4 separate regions of the Mus musculus genome follow, and regions 2, 3 and 4 are each linked to region 1. A link is a contact called in public promoter capture Hi-C data. All regions are on one chromosome and are shown on one strand. Each heading gives the region's core, a stretch centred on a gene start, on an enhancer-like site or on the middle of the called end of the contact. The rest is flanking DNA. Distances are from core to core; before and after follow the strand shown. Region 1 holds the start of Pomgnt1 (protein O-linked mannose beta 1,2-N-acetylglucosaminyltransferase). Region 2 holds the start of Ipo13 (importin 13). Region 3 holds the start of Eri3 (exoribonuclease 3). Region 4 holds the start of Tmem53 (transmembrane protein 53).

Region 1 (3,703 bases), core at 847-3,346:
GAAAGTGCAACAGCACGAAAGTGCAACAGCAACAGCACAAAAGTGCAACAGCAACAGCACAAAAGTGCCTGCAACAGCACAAAAGTGCAACAGCACAAAAGTGCCTGCAACAGCACAAAAGTGCAATAGCAACAGCACAAAAGTGCCTGCAACAGCACAAAAGTGCAACAGCAACAGCACAAAAGTGCCTGCAACAGCACAAAAGTGCAACAGCACAAAAGTGCAACAGCACAAAAGTGCAACAGCACAAAAGTGCAACAGCACAAAAGTGCAACAGCACAAAAGTGCAACAGCACAAAAGTGCCTGCAACAGCAGGTTGGAGAGAATTAGAGGCACAAGTGAAAGAATCAGGCAACAGATGAGTTCATCTGTTTCAAATGGTATTCAATATTGTTCAAAGAAACAAAGGATTTCAACTATCATGACAGTTGATTTCAACTGACATCACTGGAAAAAGACAAAGGGAGGCCCAGCTATATGGCCTGATACAATTTCCCAAGCAAAGGAATCCAGAAGAGATCTGAGAGCAGGTAGAGATGATGTCAGTAGCTGTGAAATTGTGGGTCTTGTGAAGAGATGCAGCAGGCAGGGGAGCCTGGCGCTCAGACACAGGGGAGCCTGGCGCTCAGACACAGGGGAGCCTGACGCTCAGGAGGGAATCTAGGACTGCACATGCAAGTTTGAGAATCTGGACATTAATAAGGATCATGAGAAGACAAGATCATGGACAGTAAACCTGACGACAGAAGAGGGTCAGAGGCTAATGTGAGAACTTCTGCTGACTTGATTTTTTTAAAAAGACTTATTTTATATATGTGAGTACAATGTCATTGTCACTATCTTCAGACACACCAGAAGAGGGCATCAGATCCCATTACAGATGGTTGTGAGCCACCATGTGGTTGCTGGGAATTGAACCCAGGATCTCTGGTAGAGCAGTCAGTGCTCTTAACCACTGAGCCATCTCTCCAGCCCCTGCTTTTTTTGATGTTTAAATAAGAAAAACTTCAGTATAAAGAACATGTAAAAAACCAAAACATTTTTTGTTTCTCAGAGCAGGTTGCACTTCAAAATCCTGACTTGTTCTAGAACTCATGTTGTAGACCAAGTTGACCTTGAATCTATGGCAATCCTCCTTCCTCAGTTCCTAAGTGCTGGGAACCCAGGAGTGAGCTACTGTGGGTCTTAGCATCTTGTTATGAAAGTGGACTTGCCTCACACAGCCTTCCCTCACCTATATAGGAATGCAACACCACTTCCAACCTGGCAAGCACTGCTATCATATCGAAAGATGCCAACACTTTTGGAGTCCTCAAAAAAAAAAAAGTGTAAATAAATAAAGTGTTGCTGGGCATGTTGTACACTCCTTTAATCCTAGCATTTAGGAGGCAGAGACAGGTGAATTTCTGTGAGTTCAAGTTCAGCCGGGTCTACATAAGGAGTTCCAGGATAGCTAGGGCTATAAGGAGATAGGTAAGCTCCTGCTTCCTCAGAAAAGAACTAATCAGGAGCTGGAGATGGCTCAGTGGTTAAGCACACCTGGTGCTCTTCTAGAGGAGCGGTTGGGATCACAACTTTAATTTGGGCTCCAGGGGTATCAGACTGAGGTCTAGTCTCTTCAAGGAGCGCCCGCACTACCTGCACATGCACACAATCAAAGAGCATTTTTGGTTTTCTTTAAAGATGGGGTAGTCACGGTGCCTCTTAATCATGGTTTATGAAATCGAGTTAACGTAAGCGCTCAAAATAGTAGCGGAGCAGGTTTCTAATCCTCTCCTCCCCGGCCTGGAAACAGCCTTGCGGGGCTGGGCCAGGCCTCGGAGCTGCAGCCCTCTGATCCTGGCTTGCCCAGTGAGCTGGCCCGAGGTCCCGGAATGCCGCTTGCTCCGGCTCCGCGGTGCGGGGATGTGCTCTCGCCCGAGGTCCACTCGTGCGGACCGTAACCCTGCCAGACAGGCAGAGTACGCCGGCTCCCCTCGCGCTGCAGACGCCCGGCCGCGGCCGCCGCCCTAAGCGCCGCCCGCCGCCCTCTCACCCCGCGGCGGCGGCGGCGGCGGAAGCGGCGGGGCGGGCCGGCCGGGCCGGGGCGGGGCGCGAGAGGCATGGAGGAGGCGGAGGCCGCGGAGGCCGCGGCGCGCGGGGCCGAGCTGTGCGGGCCCGAGCGCGGCCCGAGCGGGGCCCGGGGCCCCTGAGCCGTAAGTGCCTCCCAGTGCGGGTCTCAGAGGGGTGATGCGGGCTGGGTGGGTCTTCTGAACCTTCCGGCGTCCCTGATCCCTGAGAGGAGAGGAGTTGAGCCAGATGGGAAGAGACGAGGGTGGAGGATTGGGGTGCAGGAGGTCGCTGTTACTGTTCTACCCCAGGGCTGGGAAGGACTGGGATTTGGACCTTTTAAGGACTGATGAATCGTTAAGAGTTGATTGAGTTACTGGCCTCCGCCGCTAAGGCCCTGATCCTGCACACAGTTCCTCTAGCCCCAGGGAATTTTCAGGTGATCCAACTCCTCCAAAGATTTTCTGGCCAGACCCAGAGAAGTTAAGCCACGTTGCCTAGGGCACACAGCTCAGCAGTTTGCTGAGAGAAGTCATTCCAGAAGGCATTAAGCTTTGGGACAAGCATCTTACTCTATGTGACTCTATATATAGTCCCCTCAGATTCCTGAAGTCATGGACTGGCCGGGACAGGGGTGACTCCCTAATCCAGTATGGATGACTGGAAGCCCAGTCCCCTCATCAAGCCCTTTGGGGCTAGGAAGAAACGGAGCTGGTACCTTACCTGGAAGTATAAACTGACAAACCAGCGGGCCCTGAGGAGATTCTGTCAGGTAAATGAGGTCCCACGTGTCCCAAAAGCTGCTCCCTAACTTTACTCTAACAGACTAGGAACTAACTACCTTGGCTATCAAGAAGAGGCAGCAAATTCCTGGAGGGGAAACCTCTGTCTGTTACAGCCTTCTCAGGCAGTGGTTTAGAGCCAGGATTCTGGAATCAGAACCCTAGTCTGACCTCGGCATCCAACAGAAACCAGAAGTCTGGTCAGGCAGGCTTTGCCCCTGACACCCAACTGTCAGGCAGTGTGGCCCACGTTCTTCTGTGTCTCTGGCTCTCCGCTGTGGTTCTCGGGTCCTAAATCCATCTCAAGGAACTAGTTATGGAGGGGACCAAGGAAGTCAAGGACTCAAATGGGAAAATACAAGACCACGGGGTAGGAAGGACCTGGTTGGTGGAGGGAAACCTGCCAGGGAACATTCTCTGGGAGATGGCCACAAATCCGTGTCCTTATTGGGAACCAGAAAGTGGAGAGACTGGTCCCTGTGTCCTCTTCAGCCAAGGTCATACTTTCAGAAGGCCCTTGTGATCTGGAGAGGGCTGGCTGCAGTCACCCCCATTTTCCTACTCAGACAGGGGCTGTGCTTTTCCTGCTGGTGACCGTCATTGTCAACATCAAGTTGATCCTGGACACTCGGAGAGCAATCAGCGAGGCCAATGAAGACCCAGAACCAGAGCAAGACTATGGTGGGGACCAGCTGAGGGTGCGGGAGGGGGGCGGGGGACGGGACGGGACCTGGGGTCTCATGGCAGGAATGGCGTGCACATCCCACAGGGTGTGACTCTGCTAGTGAGTCATCGCCCACGCCTGTTACAATTCCCTCTCCAGATGAGGCCCTAGGACGTCTGGAGTCCCCTCGGCGCAGAGGCAGCAGTC
Region 2 (3,703 bases), core at 788-3,287, 1.8 Mb after region 1:
AGAGGCTGGCACTAAAGCCAGTATGAAATCTGAGAAGGACTGCTTCAGGCCAGGTAGCTCTGGAACGGATACACTGGAAGGGAGGGTGGGAACATACATCTTCAGAGAGTACAAGTAAGTCTCCAATCAGATGATGCAGAGAGGCCTTGGCCAGAAGCAGCCTAAGCAAGTGCCTACCCGGGAGCTGTCAGCAGCAGAATCCCCAAGGCCCAACTCCATTGGGACTTCATGCAGAGAGAAAACAATGGCTCATCTCCCTGGCAGCACATGAAACCAACCATGTGCCACCATGCCAACACTGTCCAGCCCCAAGGGCCAGCCAGGTTCCCTAAATGGACTCCATCCAACTAGGATTAACCAAATCTGTACCCTCCCGCCCCCTGAAAGCCAGTTATGGCTACTGTCCCTTGTACAGCCAGCCACTCAAGGAAGCAAAAGGAGACAAGAGACCGAACAAGAAGATATGTGTTCTCAACATTTGTTAGGTAAACAAGCCTCAAGAACAACAAATGTTTTTCTATGACTGCCCCTTGCTATCCAGTAGGATACCCCTACCTCTCGGATCATCCTTGGGAGTATTGGGGGTGGGGCGGGTGCATTCCTGCATTCCAGGCTGCTGGGAGAAGAATAGAATAGAAAAAGATGGCCTGGGCAATGGAGAAGTCTGGAAGGAGGCCATGGCAGAAAGCCATGTGGGCAGGTAAGGAAGGAAGGGCCCTGTAAAGTTGCCAGCAGAGCCAAGCCCCTTGGACCCAGCACAAAACAAGAGAGCCAGGCACACTCCTGCCTGTCCAGGACCGGTTTGACTTCCATCCAATAAGGAAAAGACCCTTTCTGAAGATAAATGAACATATAACTCAGACGGGTTTAGCTCCAGATATCTTTGTGAGCCTTTGACTGAAAAAAAGTGAGTCGGGTCCAGGATCATTCAGCATCCGTGTGGTTTCTAACGTGGGGGTGGGGGTGGCTGAGTGGCAGGTCTTGTGAGTTTCTGGTTCCCTCCAGAACTCCGCCTGCTTTTCTCCTGGATCTGGGCAGGAGCCGATTTGGTTATAAGTCTAAACCCTTCAGCACCCTACAGGGAACAACCTAAGATCCTAGAGTATCTATCCGAAAGGGGACCTGTGTCTACAGAAAGCCCAAAATAGCCCATTAGGCACTGCAACACTGCTGTCCAAGCCGGCTGCCCAAGAGAGATGGTAAATACCAGGTGCTCTGGGGGCATCATCCCAGCGGGCACTGAGCCCGCGTCTGAGCTTTGGCATTAGTGTCAGTCCCCAGAACTTCTGCTCTGTCACTGGAGTGCCCACCCCAAGGCCCTCATACCTTCTCCACGTTCTCCACAGTGAAGTCCAAGGCTGGTGCTGCTCCAGCCCCTGCAGCCCCCAGCTGCTCCTCCCGCCGCTCCATCTTTGCTCCCTGCCTGGCAGGGAGGTGGACCCTGATCTCTTTCTTGCCCCAGCCCTTTGGCTGTCGGCCCCCTGCTAGACCCCGGCTTGAGTACCCGGGAGGTGGTGGGATGAGGGGATGCCCAGGGCGGGCATGGCTGCCGAGGCCTGCCCACCTCGTTTGGAGGGGGAGTGGGTTGCAGAGGTCAAAAGATGTGCTCTTCGGAAAGGGACCCGCTAAGGCGGCTCCCAGAAGGGAGGCGTCCGTGAGGTACTCCCAGACAAGGGTCCTAGTGGGAGGTCACAGCTCTGTCCCTTGAATCAAAAGTCATAGGGGAGGGAGGCCTATAGGGGAAACAGAGGCCCTGGCCCGTGAGGGGTCACAGAATCAACGGCCTGTACCCATAACACCCCAGTCTGGACGAGCTTCTAGATGCTATGAGGTCAGGGGGGCTGGGAGATCACCCGGGAGAGAGCCCTTCGCGAGATACGGAGACGTCCAAGGAAGCACGGGATTGCAGTTTCGTGAGTCTGGGGCAGAGTCGGTAGAGTTGGGGGACTGAGATAGGTCCCCTCCGTTCGCCTGGCCCGCGATCTGTTCGCCTCCCGGCGTTGGCCCCGCTACGGTCGCTGCCTCCGCCCCAGTGACTGACAGACAGGCCGGCCCGGCCGGGACGGGGCGGGGACCTCAGCAAGACTCGGGCTGTCCCGAGCGCCTGTCGCCAGTACCACCAACTTAGGCCCCCACCCACGCTTGTCCTGGCCCGGCACGGCCAAGCACATCGAGACACGGCACGGCGGAACTACGCGGAAACTCATTCCGGGTCTTTGGCCCTGTCCTCGTGCTAGCTCGCGCGCCCCCGAACAGGCGACGGAACGGCACACCGCCAGGGGCCCCTGCCTGAAGCAAGGACCCGCCTCTATGCACCCTGGGAAATGTAGTTTTCGTCGGACCGGAAGGTGGCTCCTGAGGAGGGAGGCTTGGAGCACGTGGGTTGGGGGTCCTATGGAACCCTATCCTATTCTCGGCTTAGGGCAGAGGACCATCTTGCTCAGTCACATTGCCTAGGAGTGCAACTCTTGCGAAGACGTGATTCATGGGGCCTTTGGGTGGAGTTGGAAGCCAAGAATGGAGGGGAGAGGGTCACGTTTGGTCGGCGCTCAGGCACAGGGAACTGGTTGTGTTGGTGACCATCAGCACCCGCTAAAGAAGAGGAAAGATAGGAGTTACTTGGTGCCCCACAATTAAAAAAAAAAAAAAAAGCACTGTGGATCTGCTCGGGAGCAACCGGGAAATCATATTATTCTGCGCGCGCGCGTGTATGTGTGTGTGAAACGAGGAGGAGAAGGGAAATCGTTAAGGTTTTCATTATGTTTCAAGTAAGAATAGCTCATGGCTTTACCTTAGGTTTTGTTCTCTCTCTATTCTGCTGTGGCGGGTTGGTTTGTTTTGAGATGGAGTCTCTTGCCTTGGGGTGGGGAGTGTACCTCTTTAATCCCAGCACTCCCGGGATTACAGGAGTGTGCCACCAAGATGGGTGTCTGAAGTGCTGTGCCTCCCGCGCACCCTGTCAACTGAACCACATCCTCCACCTTCTTTGTTTTCAAGCGGGGATCTCACTATGTAGCCCGGGCTTGAGTGGGTATTTTTATTCATTGTCTTCAGCTAAAATGGGGAAATTGAGGTTGGAGGAAGGCAAGCCCTGCTCCCAGCAGGCACTTCCTCTCCATGCTCAACTTTTTCTTTCCTTGACTCCTGTCAGCAGGAAAGGAAATGATTTCAAACAGAAGGATCTTTCTTTTTCTTTTCTTTTCTTTTTTTCCAAGACAGGGTTTCTCTGTGAGGCCCTGGCTATCTTGAAACTCTGTAGACCAGGCTGGCTTCCAGCTCACCGAAACCCACTTGTGTCTGCTTCCAAAGTGCTAGAATTAAAGTTATGTACCACCATGCCCAGCCTAAAACTTTTTTTTTTTAGATAAATTATATTAAGCTCAATTTGGGCTTACTATATGGCTTCTCTCTCCTTATTGACTAAACTCTTCCCAACACAGCCTTCTAGCAGTAGCAAAGTTGGGTAAGAATAAGAAGGGCTGGCATACCGTCAGGAGGAGCAGCAATTTTGTAAACCTGGGGAGGAAACAGATTAAGACAAGAGCTGGAGTCACTATACAGGGCTTTACATGTGTCCCACCACACCAGGTGACACTTGTGCTCTAAGGGAGGAAGCTGGCTCTGGAAGTAGCTGCTGAGGCCAGAGAAGGTCGAAGAAACTTGACAAGATCTTGACGAATCCTCAAAGCCTGGGAAGGAGAAG
Region 3 (3,703 bases), core at 460-2,959, 1.4 Mb after region 1:
TTGTGAGCTGCCATGTGGGTGCTGGGAATCAAACTCAGGTCTTCTAGGATAGTCCTAGAATACAGATTCTTTTTTTTTTTTAAGACTTATTTATTATATGTAAGTACACTGTATCTGTCTTCAGACACCCCAGAGGAGGGCATCAGATCTCATTATGGACAGTTGTGAGCCACCATGTGGTTGCTGGGATTTGAACTCAGGACCTTTGGAAGAGCAGTCAGTGCTCTTAACCGCTGAGCCATCTCTCTAGCCCATTGTTTTACTTTTTATATTATCTTTTCATTGCCCATCCCTTCCATTTCCTTTCCTATAGAAAAGCTCCTTGAGGATATGGATTTTATATGTCTTACCATGAAACCATCAGCAACAGACAGTGCCCAATTCTGAAGTATAAACACGCATTGACGAATGGGCCAATCCAGGTTAATGTTTATGTAACGATAAGAAGAAGAAGCTCCAGTTTTAGTTCCAAGATTTGGGGACAGGCAATCGTGGCTCTCCTTTTCTCAGTTGGGGTGAGTGATATCTGTCTCTGTTGCAGTTTACTCCTTCATTTGTCAGAAACACATTATTGCATAGCTGCTCTATGACTGACACCATACTGGGTATAAGCCATGCAGCATGAACAATATGGAAATGAATAGCTATCTTAAACGAGTTTCAATTCCTGGGAGAGAGATGGCAGGGAGACAATTGTAAAGTGCTGTGCTCAGTTCTGTAGGTTCACAGTAGAACCATCTAACCCATTATGTGCATGAGATTAAAGAAGGCATTCTCTGATATGGGGATTACAGGCATTTCCAGCTCAGGCAGGAACCATTATATTAAGATCTCAGAGGTGGCAGGGTCCAGAACTGATATTAGCTGTCTTAAAGGAAAATAGCAGGTGGCAGACAGAGGAGCTTGGTAACTGAAGATGGCTCCTAAGATGGATCTGACTGAGAGGCTGTCAAAATCACCAGTGGCTTAAGACTGATGCTTCCCATTTCATAACGTGGATTCCCAGAGAAGCACAGCTAAGATGGAGACACTCACCCATCGCTTTAGGTGAAGTTCTCCCCAGCTGCCTGGAGAGACTGACTGTGAAAGACCCACTACAGCTATGGCCAGAAACCTTGTTAACCCTGACAGTTCCTCTGAGGGCCTCAACAAGCCAGAAGCTTCCTCCTCAGAAAGGCCCTTCAGAAATCTCAGCATTTTCTTTTTAGCTGAATTCGCCTCCCTTCTTTCCAGATTTCCCTCAGGCCCGCATCAGAAAGTAGATAACGATTACTTGTTGACAATGAATCACAGAAAAGTGTCGCCTAAAGAGAATGTCTCCTAAGCCCATACTCACCGAATGCCTACAGTCAAGGTGGGGAAAATAAGTAGAGCATCTGGGTCATTTTAGGCCTGACGAAGATTTCGGGTTATTTTATTATTATCATTTATTTATTTTTTAAGAAAACCCCTTTCACTGTTTAGAAGTGACCCTCCCTTTCTCTTTTGAATACGTGGCTCCTCTAAACTACAAGTCCCACAAGGCCCAGAGCCAACGGTCACCATCTTGACACACCTTAACGCGCATGTCGGCGGGAGAGAGAGCGTTTGGAGAGAAGAAGCCCCGCCTTACTCCAGCTCATTGGCCAAAGGCGCTAGCAGCGGGCTCAGCGGTTGGCTACCACGCCCGCCCGTCCACCGCGTCGGTCGGGGTCAGAGTGCGCGGAGGTGAGTCGGTGTGTTGTGGACTCGTGGTGCTGGCTGCCGCTGTTGAGGCTGCCTGGAACGGGCTGTGGGAAGCGGGCGGAGCTGGCCCTGCTTCTGCCTGGCCAGCGCCGCAGGCGGCGCGGGCCGTGCCCGCTGCCGTCAACTGCCCGGAGCGTCTGCTGAGGCCGAGGGAGACGCCGGGGCCTGCACCTGGAGAGAGCCTGCCGTGCTGGCCCGGAGGAGGGGGCGTTGCCATGGCGACAGCCTCTCCGGCAGCTGACGGGGGGCGGGGGCGGCCCTGGGAAGGAGGGCTGGTCTCCTGGCCCCCTGCCCCTCCCCTTACGCTTCCCTGGACCTGGATGGGCCCGAGCTGGGGGCAACACCCTGGGGTGGGTGAGATTGAGAGGGCCCCCAGCTTGGGCCCTGGTTAATGCATGCGGGGTGTGGGTCGTGGCGCGCACACTTAAGGAGCCTGGGATTCTGGCCTGGTGCTCACCCTGGATGTTAGAACTCTGGGCGAAGGGATAGCTGGGGAGGGCGGTGGGGGAGCTCGGCTTTGCGAGAGAGACTGGGTGAGTTGATGAAAGGGCCTGGTTTGAGATTTCTGGAGAAGGAGAGAGGTTTGACCAGATAAAGTAGAAGATTAAGGAATTATTTATAGACTACCCCCTCCGCATCTTGGCACAGGCACACATGCTAGCACTTTACTTCCTTGTAAGTCACAAGCTGTGGGTAATAATGGTGGACAGAGGTGGACAGAGTGGAGAAAGAGCCTTAACCCAGGTAGCTTTTTGTATGTCTTTATTGCAAGTGGTCCAGCAACAGGTGTCTTCTTAAAACAAAGAAAGCATGACTTGGGTTGAGTTCTTGTGAAATGTCAGCTGCTCGACGTTGGCCTGGAAGATGCTGGGTATGGGGCCCCTCATCTGGAGATACAGAGCTTGCCCCTCAGGCTGGATTTCGCAATGACTGGGGCCAATAATTGTCTCTGACCATTTTTGTGGCTTGCATTTGCTAGTGCATTTCATTGGTTTCCCAGCCCAAGGGCAGCAAAACATGAATCCCATTGGCCAAAGACTAAGCTATTTAACTGTAGTAGATTGTGATTGGCCGAATGATTTTTGACTGTAGAGTTTGTACCAGAAAACTGGCTTCATCAAATTCAGCTTTATTCTGACTTTATCATACACAGTATACCTTGTTTTAGTGGGCTCGGTCTTGGACCTTAAGTATATTATACTTGAATCGCCCACCATTTAAAAGCCAATTTATAACAGTGACTTGGAGTGTGACTCCACTAATGTATGCCTGTGATCTTGGTTAGAAACCCACTTGGCTGCCTGTCGGCAGGTGCTGCCTGGGGGAAGGGAGCTGCCGGGAAGTGATTGATAAGGTTTCCTTTATGGATTCTGTGGTGCTTCACTGGAGCTCAGAGCACTTTGGCAACTTAAGCACTCCAAATTAAAAGCTCATTAACAATTCCTGCCCAAAGATCCTGTAAATAATCAGCCAGTTAGGTCCTGGAGCTTGGCTAAGAGCTCTCCCTTCAACTTGAAATATCTAAATCAAAGGGGTTGTTATTGCATTTTATTTTGAAAAGTTTACTCCCTGGTGGCATAAACTGGAGAGTGCCCTGTTCCCAGGGGATCAGGATAGAATAAAGTCTTAAGTGTGTGGAGTGGTAGACAGGATTATGGTTCCAATTGTAGATGTTTGCGCAGAGACTTCACTAGCTTACAAGATCATGTCTGTGATTTCTGATCCTTTAGCATATCTGAATGAGGTGATGACGAGGGTAGATATGCCTTGATGGCCCTGGTGTGTAGCCCTGGCTGGCTTCTGCACATGCTGCCTGTGATTGGCTCTCATGTTGTCTTGATTTGGCTTTGATTAGCTTGATTTTTTTTTTTTTTTTAGAAGTTGAGGCAGACTTGGAAGTATTTTGCCTGCATGTATGTCTGTGTAAGAGTGTCAGATCCCATGGAACTAGAGTTACAGACAGCTGTGAGCTGCCATG
Region 4 (3,703 bases), core at 787-3,286, 1.1 Mb after region 1:
TTTTAAAAAAATATTATTTATGGTTATGGGGATGGAGAGATGGTTCAGCAGTTAAGAGCACTGACTGCTCTTCCAGAGGTCCTGAGTTCAACTCCCAGCAACCACATGGTGGCTCACAACCATCTGTAATGGGATCTGGTGCCCTCTTCTGGTGTGTCTGAAGAGAGTGACAGCGTACTCACATACATGAAATAAATAAATCTGTAAAAAGCATCACTGTTGTTACTGTGTGGATGATGTATTTGTGAGAGAGGGTATATGTATGGCACAGGACAAGCGCCGAGGGTCAAAGGTTAATGGTGTGGAGTTGGCTTTGTCCTCCCTCCTTTCTGTGACTTCACAGAGGGAGTGCAGGTCACCAGGCTTGCTCAGCAAGCACCTTTAGTCACTGAGCCATCTCACCATCACTTGTCATTTTTTTTTTTTTTTTTGAGGGATTTTCCACTGAATCTGGATCTTGCTGATTTGGCCAAAGTGACTGGCCAGCAAGTCTCTGGGATATGCCTGATTCTGCCTCCTCGGTTCTGGGAAAGCTGTGTGCCCCCCCACACCCCCCCCGCAGCTTTTTAAAAAAAGATTTATTTATTTATCATATCTAAGCGCACTGTAGCTGTCTTCAGACACCTCAGAAGAGGGCATCAGATCTCATTACAGATGGTTGTGAGCCACCATGTGGTTGCTGGGATTTGAATTCAGGACCTTCAAAAGAGCAGTCAGTGCTCTTAACCACTGAGTAATCTCTCCAGCCCCCCCCCCCCGCCCCCGAAGCCTTTATGTGTGTCCTGGGGGTCTAAGTTGGTTCCTCACACTAGCTCAGCCATCTCCCCAGTTACTCCTCAGCAGTGTAAAGTGAGAGTCCCCACGGTTGGGGGCCATATGCTTTCACATACCCAATTCCCCTGTGATTTTATCTTTTATCTCTTTGCTGGATCTCTCTCATCTGAACAAAAGCCTGTACCTCCTAGCGGTTGCCAGCGAATGACAAAATAACTTGCCTTGCAAGTGTTCCATCCCCCCTCTTTCTTTTAAGACAAGTCTCATGTAGCATAGGCTAGCCTGGAACTTGTTATGTAGCTGAGGATGGCTTGAAGCATTTAGACTCCTGGCTGGGATTCCAGGGACATACCACTATGCTGTCACCTCCCACTCACTCTCAAGCCACTGACTCTTTTGTTCACTGGAATGGCACTTGCAAAGGTTGCTAACAACTTCTTTGTAAATCCAGTGCCATCTTTGAGGTTTTATTTACCGTATTAATCATCAGCCCTCAATACTTTCCTCCTGGTTTCTGTCTCCTACACACCATACCCACTCATTCCCATCACCCAAATAGCTTCTTTTTCTGTTTATGTATGTATGCATGTATGTGTTTATTTATTTATTTTGGACAGGGTGTCTCTGTGTAGCCCTGGCTGTCCTGGAGATAGATCAGGATGGTCTCAAACTCACAGAGTTCAACTCCTCACAGCTGGAATTAAATGCATGCGCCATTATGCCCAGCTCAGAAAATATTTACTAAATGTAAGAAAGCTGTACTCCTGTACTCGTCTAAACTACTTGGACTCACACATGAAAGGCCATGTCTTATTACCCGAAGACCCCTTTCCAGTCAGGCAACCAGTCTCAACCCACAGGTTTAGAAGGACCCGTTGGCACGCGCCGCCTAACACTGTTTTGTTCGTTTTTTCTGCCTCCAGCCTGGGAACTGCTGCTGGCGATGGAGGTAGATGTAGTTAGAGGTGCAAGTTCAAGTTTTCTACCAAGTACCAGAAGACAAAGTTCTGAGATGCCCTCTGCAGACCCGTAATACTTCATTCAACTCTCCCACCGACTCTTACCTTCACAGGAGGGTGCGGTCGCTCCGAGAGCGCTGCCCCACTGACCAATACTTGATCCAAGATCAAGAGAGTCAGCCAATTGCTGGGGCCCAAAGACAGTAGGGGCGGGGCGCGGTTGCTAGGGCCGGGCTAGTGGGTGCCGCCCGAGGCGCGAAGCGACTCCCTGGTTGCTAGGCAGGGAGGTCACAGAGTGCGGCTCGGGGATTGGACAGCGCTGGGCGTGGGCGGGGAGGGGCGTGGCCCGGCGGCGTCCCGGCCCCGCCGAGGTGAAACTGCGGGAGTTCCGGCGGGAGGCCTGTGCTGAAGACCCGCACCTTCACCATGGCCTCGGCCGAGCTGGATTACAGCATCGAGATCCCGGATCAGCCCTGCTGGAGCCAGAGTATGGAGGGGGATTGGGAAGGTGACCTAACAGCGATGCCCCGCCCACCCTGCGGCCCGCCCTCCCTCGGCCCGCCCCCTTCGGGGGTCCCGCAGGGCTGGCTAGAGCTTGCGGGGCGCTCCCAGCCCCGCCCCCCGTGCCCCGCCCCCAGTCGACTGAGGGTCTTTCTGTTCCACAACAGGTTCTCAAGGTTCTGCTTCCCTTTGTAGCTGGAGGCCCTTCAAGGTTCATTCTAATTCTTTTGTTTTGGATTCTCGCTCCTCATTTGCAAGTGTGACTAGGCCCATCCTTCATTTTTGCAGAGGTTTGGATTCCTGGGGGAGCCTCTGGTCCTCAGAAAAGCCAAGGGACTCAGCAAGCCTAGTCCTGCCCTTCTCAGCTCACCCTGGCAGTGGTTAACAGAATGGTCGGTTAGGCCGGGTGGAATTCTGTTGAAATCCTATCCCTTTAGTAATTGGATGACCTTCGGCAAACTTTCAACTTTGAATTTTAGTTTTCCTGGAGCAAAGCTGAGGAAAAATTGCTGGTTGCACAACTGAGATTATTTGTGTAAAGGACTTGGCATGAATCCTGATGGAAGTAAGCTTAGTAGTTGGCATTTAAACTTAACGTGTGTGTGTGTGTGTGTGTGTGTGTGTGTTTAACCCTCCTAAGGCCATATCATTAAAAAAAGATGTGTGGGAGGCCTCCTAAGATTAGTAGCTTGTAAAGTAGTGTAAGTTGTTGGACCAGAGAATGGAAGGTTGTCCCTTTTGGAAACTGGGGCAGAGGAGGCTTGGAGTACAGGTCGGCCAATGCTGCTCTTTGGTGTTTCCAGTCCACTGCCCCGCACTTGTCCAGCTCATCATAAAGTTTAGCTAGGGGGTGCTTCCTTCAAAAGCCTCCCCAGAGCCAGGTGGTGGTGGCGCACACCTTTAATCCCAGCACTTGGGAGACAGAAGCAGGCGGTTTTCTGAGTTCGAGGCCAGCATGGTCTACAGAGTGAGTTCCAGTACAGCCAGGACTACACAGAGAAACCCTGTCTCAAAAAACCAAAAAACCAAAACCAAAAACAAAAAAAGTCTCCCCAGGCCTCCCTTCCTATGCCCTCCTGTCCCACTGTGTGTTTCTTGCTTGGAATCTATCTAGGATGGGGCAGGGGCCTCTCATCTCCTAAAGCACGAAGGAAGGACTGCCACTATCTGTTTCTCCCTAGAGGTGGATCGTTGGGCTTATAGATGTGAAAGGACTTTTGAAGAATTTTTGACAATAGCATTAGATGAAGTCAGTTACTATTTCTGTCTTGGCAGAACCATCAGCTGCAAAGGGCTGGTTCTCCATTCTGCAAGGCCAGGAGGGTAGGGACTCTCTCTCTCCCCACGTGGGTAGAGACAGTCTTATTTATTTAGGCAGGACTGGGGGATTGAACGCAGGGCCTCATGCGTGCTAAGGCAAGTGCTTTACCACTGTGTCATACTCAGCCCGCATTAACTTTGATTGCATA

Evidence for each region. Promoter capture Hi-C pulls out the DNA fragments that hold promoters and counts their contacts. Capture Hi-C pulls out chosen DNA fragments and counts their contacts.
Region 2: a promoter capture Hi-C map of erythroid cells shows a contact between it and region 1, with 4 times the contacts expected there. The contact joins the promoter of Ipo13 here to the promoter of Pomgnt1 in region 1. A contact is called at or near these places in 2 of 39 promoter capture datasets (erythroid cells and liver).
Region 3: a promoter capture Hi-C map of adipose tissue shows a contact between it and region 1, with 2.7 times the contacts expected there. The contact joins the promoter of Eri3 here to the promoter of Pomgnt1 in region 1. A contact is called at or near these places in 1 of 484 Hi-C or Micro-C datasets (CD4 T cells) and 1 of 9 other capture datasets (adipose tissue).
Region 4: a promoter capture Hi-C map of pre-B cells shows a contact between it and region 1, with 2.8 times the contacts expected there. The contact joins the promoter of Tmem53 here to the promoter of Pomgnt1 in region 1. A contact is called at or near these places in 3 of 39 promoter capture datasets (hippocampal neurons, liver and pre-B cells).

What each region holds. Positions count from the first base shown.
Region 1 is chr4:116,148,422-116,152,124 of GRCm38.p6, forward strand. It overlaps Pomgnt1 (protein O-linked mannose beta 1,2-N-acetylglucosaminyltransferase), which reads left to right and starts at 2,097. Exons shown (of 22, transcript NM_026651.2): 1 at 2,097-2,196; 2 at 2,644-2,822; 3 at 3,399-3,513; 4 at 3,656-3,703. The coding sequence starts at 2,703.
Region 2 is chr4:117,912,962-117,916,664 of GRCm38.p6, forward strand. It overlaps Ipo13 (importin 13), which reads right to left and starts at 2,038. Exons shown (of 20, transcript NM_146152.3): 1 at 1,327-2,038. The coding sequence starts at 1,410.
Region 3 is chr4:117,548,656-117,552,358 of GRCm38.p6, forward strand. Eri3 (exoribonuclease 3) reads left to right here and starts at 1,710. Exons shown (of 9, transcript NM_080469.4): 1 at 1,710-2,075. The coding sequence starts at 1,941.
Region 4 is chr4:117,249,915-117,253,617 of GRCm38.p6, forward strand. Tmem53 (transmembrane protein 53) reads left to right here and starts at 2,037. Exons shown (of 3, transcript NM_026837.3): 1 at 2,037-2,220. The coding sequence starts at 2,160. It overlaps Armh1 (armadillo-like helical domain containing 1), which reads right to left and starts at 2,003. Exons shown (of 13, transcript NM_001145637.1): 1 at 1,839-2,003.